2 separate regions of the Nomascus leucogenys genome follow, and region 1 is linked to region 2. A link is a contact called in public Hi-C data. All regions are on one chromosome and are shown on one strand. Each heading gives the region's core, a stretch centred on a gene start, on an enhancer-like site or on the middle of the called end of the contact. The rest is flanking DNA. Distances are from core to core; before and after follow the strand shown. Region 1 holds the start of WDFY2 (WD repeat and FYVE domain-containing protein 2). Region 2 holds the start of INTS6 (integrator complex subunit 6).

The links. A called contact is a pair of places that touch in the nucleus more often than the background predicts.
Region 1: a Hi-C map of a lymphoblastoid cell line shows a contact between it and region 2, with 4 times the contacts expected there. The contact joins the promoter of WDFY2 here to the promoter of INTS6 in region 2. A contact is called at or near these places in 2 of 4 Hi-C or Micro-C datasets (a lymphoblastoid cell line and an unstated tissue).

What each region holds. Positions count from the first base shown.
Region 1 is chr5:77,773,252-77,777,429 of Asia_NLE_v1, reverse strand. It overlaps WDFY2 (WD repeat and FYVE domain-containing protein 2), which reads right to left and starts at 1,727. Exons shown (of 13, transcript XR_004030184.1): 1 at 1,246-1,727.
Region 2 is chr5:77,643,881-77,647,660 of Asia_NLE_v1, reverse strand. It overlaps INTS6 (integrator complex subunit 6), which reads left to right and starts at 1,846. Exons shown (of 21, transcript XR_004030181.1): 1 at 1,846-2,601; 2 at 2,966-3,043. It overlaps LOC115835196 (a long non-coding RNA gene), which reads right to left and starts at 1,674. Exons shown (of 2, transcript XR_004030183.1): 1 at 1,597-1,674; 2 at 317-1,030.

The DNA of each region.
Region 1 (4,178 bases), core at 478-2,977, 130 kb before region 2:
GAATGCTTGCCACTGGTGTATGTTTACAATGTTTTCCATTGGATCTGCATAGGAAATTAATCAGGCGCCATTTGTATCGAGCATAATGTAGACAAAAACATGTCATTAATATACTCATCCTAGTTATAGTGAAGAACCTAAGACATGAACAAACCTATCGAGCTCAGTTTTTGAGGCCACACACTATACTAAGTGCGGAAATGACTATAAAGACAGCAATGAGCACTTTGTTCTTAGCCTCTCAATTCTGAGAGTCACCAAGAAAGGATACTTTACCTCTGCATGATTTGAACTTATATTAAGAAAACCTACTTACTGTAAACTCCCCGTGTTATATACCGCTCTATAGTGTTCTTTTGTAAGAATGCTTATATAGATTTTAGCAAAGAAACAATTCCAGATAAATTATCATAATACTATCTTCAAGCAACATTCCTCTAGAAATTAGCTTCATCAGCTTTATTTCTGCATATTAAAGGAAATTCAGTTAAAGCGAACACGCAAAACAGGGAGAACATTTGAAGGCAGAACAACCAGTTCCACTTCTGCAAATTAAGCAAAATTAAGCAAAAATAAAGGAAACAGGCAAAGGGAAGGAACTCAAGAGCTATTTGCAGCAGTGATCCGTTACAAGTTCTACGCGCTTCTCCTGGAGCTCCAAGAGATAAGGAGGGGAAAGGAAAGAAGGCACCACGCAGAAGCCTAAACTTACTCTTGGTACAACTTAGAATATTCATTGAATTCAGCCTAAGATGTCTGGGCTATCTGGATTCAGTGGGAATGTCTGGGAAGGAGTGGCATTTGCTTTCTCCGTTTGAAACCCTGGGAGCTGTACTAGACAGTACCCCAAACCCCTTGGTTACCCTGCAGAGGCGGCTCAGGGCATCGTTTCCCAAGCACACACCTGCAGGGCCGGGCAGCTCCTCCCCTCTTTCCCTCCTGTCCTCAGGGATGGACCAAAGTCCCTCCGGCGCACCGTTAGCCCGAGGGCCACCCGGCTCACGCAGGCACTACCCAGCCCGGGGTGAAGCCGGAGCGCTCGCCGCCGTCCCGGCTCCGCTTCCCGGAGCCACACAGCGGAGGTGGCGCGCAGCTGGACACCGGCACCACCAGGATGCGCATTACAATAAAACTTGGGGGAGCAAGTCCACACTCGCGCCGACGTGGAGGCACAGCCCCTGACGCGGGCTCGGGGGCCGTCGGCCCGTCCCGCCCTCCTTGCGGCCGAATGGCAGCAGTCCATACCTGTCCTCGGAGACGCTGATGACGCCCTCCTCTTTGGGCACAATCACGGCCATATTCACCACCTCCTGGGACCCCTCCATCCGCTGCAGCAGGATCGGCTTGCGGGTCAGAGGCTTGGGCTGGATCTCCGCCGCCATCGGAGGAGGGGGCGCGCCTGGGGCGCCGCCGCCAACCGCGCCGCGGGGCCGGACTGAGGAGACTGCTGGAGCACGGACACAGGTTGAGACAGAGACTCTGGCTGGCCGGAGCGGAACGCCGGAAACCGGCGAGCATAGCCTGGCCGCCTCTCTCGGGAACGACTCCGCGCTCCCTGCTTCAGGCACCAAAACCGCCACGACCTGGGACGCAAGCCGGCGCCACTACCCGAGGAGGGGGCGGAGAGCCGGGGGGGGCGGAGCCCGTGTGGGCGGGGCCTGCCGCAGGGGGTAGTAGCCGCTGGTGGGCGCGAGGGCGGCTCCACTTCCGGGAGGGTGGTGAAGGAGGAGGGGAAACCTGGAGCAGGAGGCGGGGATCTGGTATCCCAATGCGCGTGCGTCAGTCCCCCAAGCCCATTTTCCCCCGTCCCCTCCGCGACTCGCCGCGCGCTGCAGCACCACTAGGACGCATGCGCTTTTCCTTCCCCGCGGTCTTCTCTCTGCCTTCCACACCCAAGGTTTAGTCCCCTCCCTCTTTAACCTCCCGTGAACGCGCGTATACACACCCCTGGGGACGCGCTTGCCAGAGGCCACGCCCCTTCGAAATTCCCTGAAAAGAGGGCGGAGGTGGGACGGGGAAAGGAGTGCGTCAGCAAGACCGGAAAGAGAAGGAAAGAAAGGAAGGAAAGCAGCCCAACTAGTTGGGACGTGACTGGGCATGCGCGCGGGCTACCTGGCCTAGCGGTCTTAACAATGAAGCGCGGCGGGAGGCCGCTTACTGCTCCCAACATGCACCAGGCCCAGGCTGCCGGAGGGCACCCAGTGGCCTCCTGGGAGTCGTAGTTTCTTGGAGCCTCCACCCCCTTGTCCTGGAATGACCTATCGCCCACTTCGCTGCGCTGTGGGCCTGAGGAGCTCAGCGGCCTCCAGGGCCATTGGCCAAGTCAGGACCCAGACTTGCCTCTATGGGAACTGAGGGGCAGCCCCCAGCTGAGTAGAACGTCACCACTCGTAGGGTCAGGCTGATGCTCAGAATAGTGGCACGGAAGGGACATGGAAGGGAGAGAATCTTTCATACAGACATCTTCAAGGGATCTCAGAGATCATCTGTGGTGTCTATCCCCTCGTTTTCTTAGATGGCTAAATTACTCAGCCAAGGTTACTTTAGTGCAAAGTTAGGGCTAAACAACCCCTCCTTCCCTCCAGACTTGAACCCAGACCCCTAGTGCTGGCTTCTTTCCATTTCCCCAGCAATCCAGCCTTTTTAGCCTGCTCCAGACACAATGGACAGAGTTACTGTGGTTACTGACTGAATGTTAGGTGCCTACCACAAGGCCTGACATGTGGGGTTGATCGTGAAGACTAAGCTCCGATTTTTTATCTTGCCCAAATTCCTAAGGAGTCTGGGGAGTCGTGGCCTACAAAAACCATAAATTCTCATCAGATGGGTTTTGACCGTGTATATCATGACTTACTTTCCAATCTGACTCTGGCGTAACAAGGAAGAAAATAAAAATGTTTTACCCCAAATTATGTTTCCTTGCCATGCCTTAAAATTGCCCTGCAAAGTCTCTTGTGGGAAAAATCCACATTCTATATCCCCTTTCCCCTTTGTTTTCCTTCCTTCCTTCCTACACCCAGGAGATAACCAACTAAGAGCCAGGCACCCTTTTAGGTCTGGTAAGGAACATTTTACAACCTGCTCTCTCTGAAGGCTGCTATCTGAAAGATTCCTCTGCACAATAAAACTTGGTCTCCACAATCCTTTACCTTAACCTGAACATTCCTTTCCATTGATCCCAGGTTTTCAGATAAACTCAACCAATTGTCAACCAAAAAATGTTTAAATTTACCTATAGCCTTGAAGCCCCCACTTTAAGTTGTCCCGCTTTTCTGAACCAAACCAATGTATTTCTTAAATGTATTTGATTGATGTCTCATGCCTTCTTAAAATATATAAAACTAAGCTGTACCCCGACCACCTTGGGCCATGTTCTCAGGCCCTCCTAAGGGCTGTGTCACAGGCCACGGTCACTCATATTTGGCTCAGAATAAATATCTTAAAATATTTTACAAAGTTTAATTCTTTTCATCAATAGTCATGATGTGATAACCTCCACTGAACAATCCCAGAATTAAGTTAGCTGAAGAGTAGTAATGGTCTATGTGGTGTGATTGAGTTGTTGCAGGGCTCTGGAAGTGAGAAAAATAATGCCATAGCTGGGAAAAGAAAGGGACAGGCCTTGTGGAAATGTATTTCTAAAGTAGGTGTTTGGTAGCCAAGGATCTCACAGATCACTAGAGACATAAGAGAACAGGTGCAAAGAACTTGTCTCAAAGTACACAGGGCAACTCTTTACCACCTCCCATTTTGCAGAAATTCTGTAAGCACCTTGAAATAGGATTGAGGTATTTTCCAACTGCAGGACCTAATGCAGGCATTTCACTTCTCTGAGTCTCAGGTTCCACATCTATTTAAATAGGGCATAACACCTACATCAGGTGGTTCTGGTGGCAGTTACAGTTATGACCCAGATACCTTCCCCCATCCCCTTAAAGTTACAAAGGAGGTAGCACTGGCTGCTCCCACCCCAGGCTTTATGGGAATTAGAACCTGAATAGCATTACCATAACCCTGAGTCTGACCCTCAATTCCAAAGAGCCAGAATCTCTATCTTGTCAATCATTCAAGAAATATTTAATAACTACTAGTGATAGGCAGGGGGAACACAGATTTGAATGCAGACCTCTCAATTCTCAAGAATCTCACAGATCACTAGAGACAGATAAAAGAATGGG
Region 2 (3,780 bases), core at 597-3,096:
GTCCACAGACCAGTTTGAAAAGCACAAATACAAAGAACTAAAGAGCAATTGTATAAAATTATGCAAATGATCAAGTTGAAAGACAAATTTTATCTTTATAACTGGTAAAATAACTCGTATTTTGCCACAGAACTCTGATTCTTATCTTCAGATCTATGATCTGTTTAAGAAACACTAAGGCAAAGCTGAAACCTTGGAAAATGTTCCTGCATCACCCCAAGGTAATACATTTTTATTTTTTCTGATTTGGTGTCCAACAACTTTCTGCCTTGGAGTAGCTAGTAATATGTAGCATTTTCCTAGAAAACATATGCTCTTTGAAGATAGGGACCACATTTTATTTATTTTTTATATGCACCACACCTAATACACAGTACATCCTCAGCAAGTACTGGCTGTAAAGCCTATATTCCATGCTCTTATTTTGTAGTCCAAATCTCTTTAAAAATCACACTTCTTCTGTTGTTCATACTCATAGAAGAGCATATTACTCAAATAGCTCTGCTATAAATTAACAGTAAGTTTCATAAGTTATACCAAGTCACGAAACCCAGATTTTTAAAAAGTGCCACAAAGTGTCTCTTCTGTGTCAATGTTAATAGAACCCTTTCTTTAAATGATCAGTAAGCAAATTAAGAATTTCCGGATAAAGAACAAACTCTGGAAAAACAAAGCTAGTGGGAGAGGCCCTGTAAATACCTACCTAGTCTTACAAGGGCTGTCTCTAACTCAGCTTGTATTTTAGGCAGTGTCTTCAGTTTTTCAACTAATGTGTTTGAGAAAACTGTTTTCCTCGGACATGCAGGCGTGGACTCCTTACTTCAGGTAAGGTGACAGCAGCTTGACAGGGAATGCCTTCCCTCCCACGGCATTTGGGACGAGGCTGAAGGAAAAACACAGGCGGGGTTACGGGAAACCTATTCTCTGCGCCATCTGGGCAAGTTGAAGTCAGTTTTTCCGCTTGCACACGAGGTAACGGATTATGATGGGCTCAGGTCCCCTTCAGCTCTGAAACAGGTATTCTGTGGCTCTAAGTAAACACGGCATGAGACAGGTATTTCTTTGGTAGGATCAGTTGTATTTCCCAGAGAATAAAACGGGCAACAAACCATTTATCGATATGAGTCTTCCCCTAGGCCCTATTTGGGGTTGGATAAAGAAAAAGAGGGTTTGCTTCCTTTTTGGCGGGTCCTCCGACAGGGCTCTTGGCCCGCTGCGGGTCCAACTCCCATCTCTCGTGGCTCCCCCGAGGCCGAGCGAGGCTCCGGGCGAGGACAGCCCCTCAACCGCACTCCCCAGAGGGAGCGCTGTGACTCGCGGAGGAGATTAGTCCCCGGTCATAAACAACCTCTCACTTCCCCTCCCCCGCCCGAGCCCGCTCGCGCCCGCGCCGGGGCGGCCCTCCGAGGCCCAGGAACCTCCTCCAGCGCCCGCGAGGCCCCGAGTCCTCCTCGGGAGGGCGGCTGCGGGCCTGCCCTCTTCTCCTAACCAGGTGTTTGTCCACTTTACTCAGCCCTTCTTACTCGTCCACGCTACAGCCACCTCACAGGGGGCGCTGACGCCAGCCCCTTTTTCCCTCCCCTCGACCCCTATCACCTCCAACAGCCAAGGAGAGGCCAGCGGCCCTGACGCGCAGGCTCACCGCCGCAGCAGCCCCGCGCGCGCGGACGCGGCCCCCGCCCCCACTTCGCGGTCCTTCCGCAGTCCGGCCCCGCCCCTTCCCGAAGCCCGCCTCCGGGTCGGCCCGCCCGCCCGCTCGCGCGCACCCGACGCCCCGCCTTCGCGCGTGCTCAATAACTGTCCCCGAAGCCGGCTTACAAGCTTCCCTCGCCCCTGAGCTGTTTAAATATGCTAATGAAAGGATAGGGACTGACCAATAGAACGGCGAGGCGGTGTATCACGTGGCTCGGGGACGTGTCAGGGGCGGAGCCTCCGCAGCCACTGCCCGAGTTAAAACCGGAGTGTGAGAGAGAAAAGCGCTTCAGTAGCGAGAGGGGCTGAGAAAGTGGTGACACCGTCGGGGTGCGGAGGGAGTCCCTGAAACTTCTCCCAACAGCCCTAGGGCCAATCTCCCCTCAGCCCACTCCCCTCTTCGCCAGCTCCCAGGTCCCCACTCCCTGTACCGGGGGTGGGGTGGGGAGCCAGGCCCGTCTCCCGCTGGGACACACACAGGGGCCGGGAGCGGGGACGGGACCCCCGAGGCGGGGGGGACGGACCGACAGACAGACGGCTGGGCGCCCGCCCCAGCGGGCAGGCAGGCAGGAGGAGGCGGAGGCGGGGGTACGACGGGGAGGACTGGGTCTGGGGAGTTTCCTCTCAACTATCGGGGGAGAAACTCCCCGCAGCCGGAGGAAAGACCCAGACGGTGTTTTCCTCCCGGGGGCCGTGCTCCCCCGCCCCGCGTAGCGGCGGTCGCCGCCGCCGGCCCCTCCACCTCTACCATCTCCTCTTTCTCCACCACCTCGGGCCCCGGTGTCCCCGGCCAGCACTATGCCCATCTTACTGTTCCTGATAGACACGTCTGCCTCTATGAACCAGCGCAGCCATCTGGGCACCACCTACCTGGACACGGCCAAAGGCGCGGTAGAGACCTTCATGAAGGTACCGACTGACCGAGCCCGGGCGGCGACCCCGGCCCGGCGGCCCGCGGGCGGCAGGGTGGGGGAGGGCGGCCGGGGCGGGGGTGTCGGGGACCTGACTGCGGGAGCTGCCGGGCTCGGGGACCCCCTCCCCCACCGCGCGGGCGGGCGGGCGGGCGCTGCGAGCCGGGCTCGGGCCGGGGCCCGGGCTCCGGCCCCGGGCGGTGTGTGGGGAGCGATCTGTGTGTGGGGGACGGCGTGGAGGGGTGGCCGCTGCGTGTGCGGTACTGTGGGGGCGGCGGGGCCGCTGGGCGCCCCTTCTCCGCCTCGTAACCTCGCCTCTGTGCTTCCCTCTCGCCCGCCCTGTTCCTCCTCCCGTCCCGCAGCTCCGTGCCCGGGACCCTGCCAGCAGAGGAGACAGGTATATGCTGGTCACTTTCGAAGAGCCGCCCTATGCTATCAAGGTAATAGCCCTCGCCCTCCCCCTTTCCTCCTTTCCCTTCCCTGTTCCTTCCTCGCTCGCCCTCCCCGCCCCCCCCATTCACCCTTCATTATGCTCCCCTCCCCCACCCGCTGCGCTCCCAGCCGCTGAGGTCCCTTCCCTGCGGGCTCCCACCCCCTCCCCCGCTCGGCAGCGTCCTAGCGCGGCGCGGAGTCGCTGGGCCACCGCCGTCCCCTCCCGGCCCGGCCCGGCCCGGCGGCGGCGGCGGCGGCGGCGGCGCTGCTATCAACATGGCCGACATTTCCCCTCCGCGGCGTGAGCGGCAGCAATGAACTGTGGGGGATATTTATTCAAGTTAGCCGGAGTGACAGCCGGGCCCGGCCGCGCACAGCCCCGGTTTGCATTAAAGGGGAATCGGCCCGGCCGGCCCGGAAGCCAGATGCGGGGCTGCCAGGATTGGTCTTGTCAGATTCGTCCTAAGAGGGCCGGTGGGACAGCTGCAGGTTAACTTCCTAAGTCCGGCTCCCATCTGCTTCCACTAGTACCTTCACATACCCAAATTTTGGCTATTAGATTAGGTAGTAAATTTGTCAGTGAAGTTATAAAGTATTAAGGCTGTTAACTACCAAAACCTAGAGAGGAAGCAGGTTTATTCCTGGGCCACCTTTGGAAGAGAGTTTCCTCAGCAGCGGTGCAGTATTAACACGTTAACCAAGCCAAACCAACCAAAAGTGAAGCTGCTACTTGGTGAACGTCAGA